Regions from separate parts of the Rattus norvegicus genome. Here region 2 is linked to region 1. A link is a contact called in public Hi-C data. All regions are on one chromosome and are shown on one strand. The core of a region is the stretch at or near the end of the contact, and the rest is flanking DNA. Distances in the headings are between cores, read along the strand shown.

What was found. Hi-C and Micro-C count contacts between places; a contact is called where the count stands out from the background.
Region 2: a Hi-C map of Schwann cells shows a contact between it and region 1, with 3 times the contacts expected there. The contact joins two enhancer-like sites. A contact is called at or near these places in 9 of 12 Hi-C or Micro-C datasets (the A7r5 cell line, the Rat2 cell line, Schwann cells and 5 more) and 1 of 1 datasets of contacts at active chromatin or transcription factors (oligodendrocytes).

What each region holds. Positions count from the first base shown.
Region 1 is chr8:52,497,838-52,502,661 of GRCr8, forward strand. The region is part of intron 1 of Oaf (out at first homolog); the gene reads right to left. Among named protein-coding and RNA genes, the nearest start is that of Oaf, 9.0 kb to the right of the region's middle. Within about 2 kb of position 2,429, at least 37 of the 93 cell types and tissues checked have an H3K27ac peak or open chromatin away from gene starts, as enhancers often do. A contact at or near this core is called in the A7r5 cell line and Schwann cells, where this site is marked.
Region 2 is chr8:52,551,367-52,556,190 of GRCr8, forward strand. No RefSeq gene overlaps it. Among named protein-coding and RNA genes, the nearest start is that of Trim29, 25 kb to the right of the region's middle. Within about 2 kb of position 2,210, at least 15 of the 93 cell types and tissues checked have an H3K27ac peak or open chromatin away from gene starts, as enhancers often do. A contact at or near this core is called in the A7r5 cell line and Schwann cells, where this site is marked.

The DNA.
Region 1 (4,824 bases), core at 1,179-3,678:
AGAACTTGGGTTGGGTAACTCGCTCAAGGCCAAGGATTTAGGGGAAATATAGCCAGGATTTTAACCAGGTAGCCCAGGCTGTCCCACAGCTGAGCTCTTTCCCCAGAAAGCACAGTTGCCCCCCTGGACCAACTAGCCTAACTTCCCTGATGTCCAACTACAGAAACAGGCTGAGTGGGTGCAGTGTATTCCTAGCAGTTGGGAAGTGGAGGCAGAAGGATGGCCAGCCTGTAGAAGACAATTTGAAAGAGACATTTTTGTTTCGAAGGCCAAATGGAAGGAGGGAGAAGGAAGGCGGCAAGGCTGAGAGGGGGGAATAAATGAATGGATGGACTGAAGCTCAGGCCCACAGAACCAGTGAGTGTCATAGGACTAGAACCTGGGTCCCTTCCTGTCACACTCACTTGGCCACCATACCTAAATCCTTGGTTGATTGCCTAGGAACATGGCAGTTCCTACTATCACTCTGTGCATAGCTTGGAACAATAAAACAGCAGGCAGAAATACCTCCTGTCCTCTGACCGCCCTGGGAGAAACCCCTTTATACCCGGGTTCTCTGATCTTCCTGGTCCTGTTTTCCCCCAAAGCTGCATGCCATTTCCTGGCTCCAGGAAAGGAGTGGGCATCATATTCTGACTGTAGCCTCCCTGCTTGACCCACTAGCAAGGCTCCAGAACACCTAGGACAGTGTGAAAGAGCTCCCCTGCTTTGAGAACATCTGCCCAGATGTTAAGATCTGATTGAATCCAGGCCAGATGGAAACCTGGCTTCTAGACCTTTCTTTGCCTGGAGTCCCCTAGGATGACTCACCCAGATGTTGTCAAAAGCCCAAGACAGATGGCACAACTGGGCAAGAGAGAGGCTTAGGGTCTGGGCTGGAACTCCCAAACTGGGAGTCTTCCATAAGGTCCTTTCTCCAGGGACCTTCAGTCTGTAAGGAAACACTGGGGTATACAGCAAGAAGAGGCCAGGCAGGGTCAGGGAGGGTTGCTGAAGTCCTGTGTGTAACTGAGGTACATGTAGGCTTGAACATATAGCTAAGATATAATGCTAAGAACCAGGACTCCCTGCATCGGATGCTGGCCTTGCTGCTTCTGGCCAGTAACCATGTGTAACCTCCAGTGAATCTATGTGAAGTCTCGAGTCTCAGTTTCCATACTTGCCAACAAGGCCAGTAACAGTACTGCCTTGAGAGACTGCTTCGAGCAATGAGACCTGGCCAAGCTCAGAACACACGCTAGGACTCAGTTTCTCCTGACACTGCAACCCCTTGTTTCCAATGCCATCTACTCCGGGCCTGAGAAGTGGTAAAGACTCTTCTATAGATGGACTGGGGGCCCAGGCAGGTCCGATGACCCCTGTGAGGCTGGCACGCATCATCGGGAGAGCCCTGAGGACAATCCCAGAGGCAAGGCCATGAAGGAATGGCCGGGTCCAAAGGCCCTGTCATTAAAGGACTCCTGAGGTAAAGAAGGCTGACTTCACACAATCAGTTTCAGAGCCAGGGTGAAAGGCCTGGAGTTCAAGTTTATGCTGACAGCCGTGGAGGTGAAGGATGGATAAGGGAATAGCTGTCCTTGTGAGGATGGGCGGGGTGGGGGTGTGTGTGTGGAGGATGGGAAGGCTCCCCGCAGTGAGGGCACTGAGTCAGTGTAAAGAATGCAGGTCTTTCCAGCCTGGAGTGTGGTTTTAAGTCCTGCCACCACAGCCCCACCCCATTTTACTGTCCCCTGAGCATTTAATGCCCTCTAAGAATTATCACACTCTTTACTATAAAGCACGGGCTGGCATCCCGTGCTACTTATGTACTGAAACACAGTTTCCAGAGCGAGCAGTGCTGGGTCACTCCCTGGTCCTTCCTGCAAGCCCCTTACTCTGTGGGGATGCCCCGCCCCATCTGTCCGTCCTCTTAGGCCTCAGCTTGCAGGCATCACCGGTTCTGACATGGTCCTGTGCTAGGACCTCCAGCTCTACACAGCCACCTTCCCAGTGCCCTGCCTGCCGCATTTACCTTCCCTCCCAGGAGCACATCTCAGGGCAACGCACCCCTGCCCACTAGAAGATGGAGGGGGTCTCTCCAGAAACATCTAACCATGCACAGACCACTGAGCAAGAAGAGTATGAAGGGGGTTTGAGAACAGCGAGAAGCGGGGCGTGCACTAGGCCCGGTGAGATGGAGAGGGAATTGGGGTGGAGTCTGGGGGGTAGGTGGGAGGTGGCTAAAGAGTCGGATACCAAAGAGGGCAGGATTTAGGATCTAGGGACCAGCTAAAGAGTCTGGGCTTAACTGACTTAAAGGTCACTGGAAGTCACTGGTGGGTCAAGCCTAGGGCCGGTATGAAGTCGGCTTGACACTTGACTGTGCCCCGGAGAGTATTCCCTGACTCAAAAGCCAATCACTGTCCTTGCACTGCAGTGACTCATCCAGGCCCTCTGGGGTCAGAGGCTCCAGCCTGTTTATGTGGTAGCCAGGAGCTAGCACAGGGCAGAAGTTCTACACTCACTGGCTGAGTGAATGGATTCTCCCTCCCAGCCTTATCTTCTTAGCCATATCTATGGGGAGGGGATGAGGGGCTGCACTCCTGCAGGTCTATTAGCCCAACATCTACTATTTCGTGTTCCAGAGGGGAAACAGAGGCAAGGGGCTTTACTAGTCGCACAGCAGTAAGGCCAGCAGTAGAGACTCAGACCTCCCAGCTCTCGGGTCAGGACTCTGTGTCACTCTGAGGGATGGATATTCCACTCCTCTCTCTGCGCCTTCCCCAAACCGGTCCACCTTTTGAGACCCACTTCGTTTCCCACAGTGGGGGTTTCTTGGGTTCAGCTTCGAGGAGGAGGTTCCACAGGAACAAGGAAATGATGGCAGGCAGCTGTGCTGGAAAAACACCCATGACAGGAGACACCCTGTGTGGGCCCTCCAGGCCACTTTCCCGGAGAGGCCCACAGAGCGTTTCCTGCTGGCGGAGGGAGGCCTGACCCGTGATGGGTCAAGGCTGGAGCACCATGGCTTCCCATAGCTGCCTTTCAGACTGGGTCAGGGAAGACGGTAACACACTGCATGGCTTGGGCCACTGCTATCGGGCTCCTTCTTTATTCTCAAATCAAATCAAGCCTGGGCTGATGCACCCAGACTTAGCCTGGCTTTCCCTGCCCTCAGGCCACAGGCTGCCATCTTTCACACAGATCTGCCGTTCCTCAGTCTCTTCTCCTCACAGAAAGGCTCCCATTACACACACGCATACTCACACAAACACATGCACACACACTCAAACACACCACGGCAGCTGAGTTCTCTTCCTCAGCTTCTCCACGATGAAGAGTCAATCCCACACTTCAGCCTCATTTCCTTGGTCTCCTGTGTCCCCCTCCCTCTGTGATTCTCCTGCTCCACTTTCACACGCAGCAGGCTCTGGCTCATACACCCTCTCACCCACGGCCTCACCGCTCTCCTCACGAAGGCCCTTCAGCCACACATCCCAGGCTCCCAGATCCCAGCTCCTAGCTTTCAGTGCTCTCAGGATGCCCCGCTGTGGTACACATTCTAGAAGCTTCCTGGGGCATCAGGCAGCTAGGTGCTTAGTCTCAGACTGCTGCTATCACTTTCCATTACAGAGCAGATGAAAACTGAGGGGACCCAGGGAGCAGAGCTGCCTTTCCACGGTGTGTGTGTGTGTGTGTGTGTGTGTGTGTGTGTGTGTGTGTGTGTGTGTGTGTTTGTGTGTGTGTGTGTCTACATGCATGTATGTGTGGCACAGCCCAGGCCAGAAGCCACTGGCCACTCGCTGCTCCAGGGCCTCCACAAGCAGCAGCTACCCCCACTCTGCTAGCCCCAGCCCCCTTGCTACTGGACAGTTGGGGCTCACAGTCTCTTGGGAATATGCTGTCATCTCAGTCTCCTCATCACCAGACCGCGTGACTCTGGGGCCCAGGCCGGGCCAATCTAAATATTTATTCCTCCGCTCCTGGCTGGGACTGCTTCATGACTAGACAGGGCCCAGCTTCATTAGGGTGGGGCTGGGGACTGGGGAGTTAGAGCGTTCCCTAGCCAGGCTGTTCAGCGGTCAGGAGCCCCTCTGTAGCTCTGCCTTACTTTCCCAGGAGTAGGAGTAGATGCGCTCAACCCAGAGGCAGGATGCTACAGGAGACTTAATGCATCCCCCCACTGCATACACAGACCTCATCCAGGCCTGGACAGAGGCTTCTTGTTATAGGGTTAGTATGACTATTAGCCAGTACCAGTAGCCCTCACAGCCAGTCCCCAGACCTCCTAACAGCCCCTCGTGCTCTGTCAGCCAAATCCCAAAGGTCACCACCATCCCGACTGCCCCAGAAAAACAATGTGAGGCTTTATGTGGATCAACTGCTCCCCACAGTCTAGCTGACTCAGGGCTCCTGATACAGGGTGTCATACTTCCCTGGGGAGATGCAGTGGAGGGGCCAGGGGCCTGCTTGGTGGCTTGCATTGGAACTACACTTCTTATGGGTCCCTGGCTCTGCAAAGCCCTCCTCCATCACTCGGAAACGGAGTCTAGGCTCAGAGACACTAAATTACATGTTGCATCACACAGCTAGGAAATAGCAATCAATCAAGCAATCAATCAATCAATTAAATTGAATAAAAAATGCAGAGAATAACTGGACGTATTTGGGACCTATTTTCCAAGCTAGCCTGGTCTCTCACCCTCCAGGACCACCCCCGCACTGCTGAGGAAGCCGGGGTCCCCTAACAGTTATGAGTCTGGGAGACAGGGCCCATACGAACTGCAAATAAGGAAGTGTTTGTAGATTCTTGTGCACCAGGGTTCTTCCGCACTCCTGCCACTC
Region 2 (4,824 bases), core at 960-3,459, 53 kb after region 1:
GAATGGCTGTGATTATGTGGCCGCTGCTGAATTCTGCGTGGCTTTGGAAATCAGCCAAACTTGGGAGTCCCTGCCTTGGCCATCAACATTTCTACTGGAACAAAGAACTTCGAGAATGCTTCCCACTTACACAGGCTCTCAGAATCTCTCATTATACCTCCTCTGATGACCATCACAGAGGGGCGTTCAAGAACATGGAGGTGTCAAGAATGAGAAACCGGCAGTCACTATACCAGACTGACAGGGGTCCGGGAGCAAGGCCTGAGCTTGTCTCCAAGCTGACAAAGACTCACAGAGGACCCAGCATCTCCTCAAGCTCTTTCCTTTCTTCTTCCTTTCCCAACCCCTCCTAGGTCTCATGTAGCCTAGATCGATCTCCATCTCTTGCTGCTCTTGTCTCTACCTCCCACATTTGGAATTACAGGTCTGCACCTCGGCTTTAAGCTCTTTCTTTCTCTGCTGTTTGTTTTTCCTTTCGTATTTTTATGAAACAGGGTCTCCCTATGTAGTTACGGCTGGCCTCGAACTCAGCAATCCACCTGCCTCAGCCTCCCATGTACCGGGATTATAGGTCTGAACTATCATACATAGTTGCTTCTTCTCTTTCTTTTTCCTTTCCTTTCTTCTTTCTATGCCCCATGCTCCTCTTCTTTACTATTATTTTTCCCCCTCTATGTTTTGGCTTAGGATCTTGCTCTGTAGCCCAGGCTGATCCTGAACTAACTATGTAGCCCCAAACCAATGGCATTCTTCTTGCCTCCCCTGTCCTAGAGCTGACATTTCAGTAGTGAAGCACTTCACCTTGCTCTTTAGGCTCCTTGTCCATGGATCTTAGGAACTTTGATGCTGCCAGAGGCTTTCAATAGAACACAAAGATGGTGGGATTGAGGAAGGTCGGAGAGGAAGCCACCTAGGGGCTTTAGACTAGGGGCCTATATGGGAAGCAAGACTCCTGTTCCGGGCCACCCAGCTGTCATCATTCTTTGCCGGGAGTCAGAGCCTGACAAAGCAGGCAGGACACAGGTTAGAGTAGTAGCAGGAACCAGACCCAGGGCAGAGAGGAGTTGACTGAGCCTGCCCTGGGAGGCTGGTTGAGCGGTGGTGTGGCGACACCCTGTGGTGAAAATGGGAACTACATCTTGGTTCACTGAAAGGTCTGGGAGGTGCTTTAGGCAGCAGCCCCTACTATGAGAAGCAATGACGCAAGCTCAGCTACTGCCCACCTTCTAGTTGCACTTACTAGAAGCCTTACATTACCCCCACAAGGCCTCAGTTTCTTCACCTGTGAAATGGGATGTACCAGCAGGTTGTGCTAGTCAAGGGGACAGATGCTTATCCCAAGGTCTAGCATGGAAAACCAGTCAAAGAAAGGCTGGCCATCGCTGGAAAGAGGACCTCTTTCCCATGTCACATAGTTAGAAGGGAACCTACTGTGTTTTACTGGAAGCAGAGTTTGGACCCCGAGCTGATAATGGTTCTTAGGGTGGAGAGAGTTACATATCATCTTAGGTGGGGCGAAAGAAAGTCGATTGGCCACATCTGGTTTTTATTATATTTTTTAGCAAGCCTGCTCTGCAAACAAGAGAACTGGATCTGTGGCCCCTGGCGTGACTTGGAATGATCTGTCACCCTTCTATTCTTTTTAAAGATTTATTTATTTTATTTATAGATGGTTGCAAGCCACCATGTGGTTGCTGGGATTTGAACTCAGGACCTCTGGAAGAGCAGTCAGTGCTCTTAACCACTGAGCCATCTCTCCAGCCCCACCCTTCTATTCTTAAAGAGGAGACCACGGGCTGTAGGGATCCCACTGGCCTGGGAGACATGAGTTAGGGCCATGGAACTGGATGCTACCTCAATCCTCTATTTCCAGACTTGGCCAGGGGTGGGTGACAGTTGTGTGTGTCTCTTTTGAGTCCCTTTGTCACCCACCCAGCTCTTATAGGAGTCTCCTGAGAGACCTGGGCCTGAACACCTTCCCTTTCTCTCCCTTGTGCATGCTTCTCCAAGGAGGACAGCCAGGAAATTGTTGGAGAAAGAAGTTGGGTGTGGCCTTATGTATCTGTGACTCTGATCATGTGCTCTAACTGTTTTCAGGAGAGCTGGCCCCACACCAGCCCTTGTTTTCTTCCTTCATCCTGAAGAGGAACAGCCCGAGCCAAGAATGAGCTGGATGAATCAAGCAGCCACTGGCTGAGTGATTCAGGCCACTGGGGGTGGGGTGGCCTCCTGTGCTGGGATCCTGCCCAGAAGCAGGGTGGGACCTCTCCTTGTAACATGCTAGAGCTGGCCCAAGGAGACGGAGCTCTTGGAGCTCAGGTGTCAATGGTCTCCCTGCCCCACCTGCTCTCAGTCCTGGGACATTTGGCAGGGCTTGTCCATTGTCTGTACACCTCTGTGATGGGTAAGGGGTCTGAGATGTGGCCATGGTACGGCAGGCAGCCCACTCTGCTGCATCATACCTGGCACTGGCCAGCTCAACCTGTGAGGCAGCAATCTGGATCCTAGGGTCCTGGCATCTGTGCTCCTAAGAATGGCATAGAAAGTGGGGCTGTGGGCTGGGTTGAGGGAGAGCTGGAGCAGAGAAAGGAGTTGCAAGTCTGGGTGGTAATAGGGACTTAGGGAAATGGGCAAGGTTAGGAAGTGGGGAACCAGTATGGTTGACGATTTCTGTGGGAGACCAGAATTCTTAGCCAGAGGTTAGAGGATATAAGTCCTACCTCCAGAGAGCAGAGTCCCGTGGGTCACATACTGCGCACATGACCACAGCACGGTCATGAATGTACACATGGTCAAGACAGACCTATGCTCAGGCCTAAATGTGGTCTTACCCTTCTTGCTGGCTGAGGGCAGTTCACCACCTTGTTCAGTGTGTCATGGATGCTATATTTTTTTACCCTGACAAGGGTCAAGAAGATCTTCCTTAGGGCACTCTGGGAATCAGGGGTTGAGGGGGGCAGTACCTAAATCCTGCCAGCCACAGAAGCTGCCACATTAGCAGTTGTCCCTGCAGCCGATAGCCTCAGGCTCCAGGCAGAGGCCCGCTGTTGCTTCCTTCATTGCTCTGGTGCTCTGTGGTGGGCTGGGCTTGTCTGTCAGGGTGGTCTCTGCCCTGTAGCTAGTTATTTAAAGTCCCTCTAGCTCAGGGAATTGTCAGTGTCTAGCACCCTTGTTCCTGTTCCTCACAAGCTGAGTAATCCTGGGAAGTTGGTCCTCTGGGCCCCTGGTTCTTCACCAGATTGGTGACAAGAGAAACCTGCTTCAGAAGACACTTGGGAGCAGAAAGTGTGCCACTGTGCCCGGTTAACAAACTCTTGCTGATTGCCTGCTCGGTGCTCACTGTGAGTTTACAGAAACGTAGGAATTCAGTCTGATGCCTACCCCAGGGAGGGGCCACCCTTCTAGAGATAGAAACACTGACCCTGATAGAAACCGTACCCTGGGCGAAGCCCTACCCCCAATACATGCAACAGAGGAACCTGGTTTAAAACAGGAACCTTGCTGGAATATGTGTTTGAGAGCAGCCCTCTCCCTGCTACAGGGAATCCGAGGGCGATCATAAAACACATCCCGGCGCTGGCCAAAAAACAGGTCTATGTGGGGGAGGGGGGCAGCCATCAAAGCCTAGCGAGCCTAGGCAGGTCGGTCAGCGCTGGGAGCCAGAGAGGCCCAGGCTTCCCACCGCTCCCACGGACCGACAGCCACGCTGCAGTGCCTCACATCACCGCACCGGGGCGCACGTCTGCCCACCTCTCGGTCCCTCTTCAAGCCCCCTCTGTCGGCCCTTTGTCTCAGAGGTTCTTTCTACATTTCACTTAGGAAAAAGAAAAAGATGCCTACCGCTTGAATAGCGTTTGGAGATGACCTCCCTTGGACTGAGTAATTTGATTTGCTTCCCCAGGCCAGTGGCCATGAAGGTGACATTTAGAGTCAAGTCACTGGTGGAAGACGGCCATCCATTCATTAAGCGCCTACTCATAAGCTCAGCTATGAGTGATAGCCTGTGAGACTTTGCTCAGCTATTGGTCATCTTAGCGACTTGGGGCTGCCTCCTGAAAGCAGTGGGAGGCTGCTGCAGGGAGGTCGGCAGGGTGTAACAGAGGGAGGTGGCAGGCAAGGCATGTTTGTTTTGGAGTGATCTCTGTGACTGCTGAGAATGGATTCGAGTCAGGGTGCTCTGAGACAGCAGCCAGGGTCACTAGAGACGTTAGAGATGTCCCAGTGGTCATGGTGTCAGGGCTACAGTCTTACTGAATTTATCTGGGTGTGTTAGAACACCCCTGGAATCCCAGCATTCTGGAGGCAGAGGCAGGTAGGTTGGTGCAAACTCCAGCTCAGCCTGGGCTACACAGCAAGACCCTGAGAACGAACGAACAAACAAACAAACAAACAAACAAACAAACAAACAAACCCACAGAAAGCCGACCAACCATCAACAACAAAACAAAACAAACCCCTAAAACACCACCTGGGCGTGCTGGTGTATACCTATAAATCCTAGCACTTGGGAGGCTGAGGCAGGAGGATTGGTGCAAGTTCAAGACCAGCTGGGGCTTTAGAATGAGACCCTGTCTCAAAACCAGGACTCCTTTCCTGAGTAACAGCAACGTTTAAAACAGCTCAACATTGCAGCTCCTGCTTGTAATTCTATCACTTGAGGGGTTGAGGCAGGAGGATTGCTTCAAGTTCAAGGCCAGCCCTGGCCCCACTGGGACACTCCACAATTCAGAACACTAAACCAGACAAAGAATAACAACTGACTGACTAAGCAAGAACCCAGCGGTGTGCACTTATGGGGGGGAGACAGGCAGTGTAGCCTCTCCT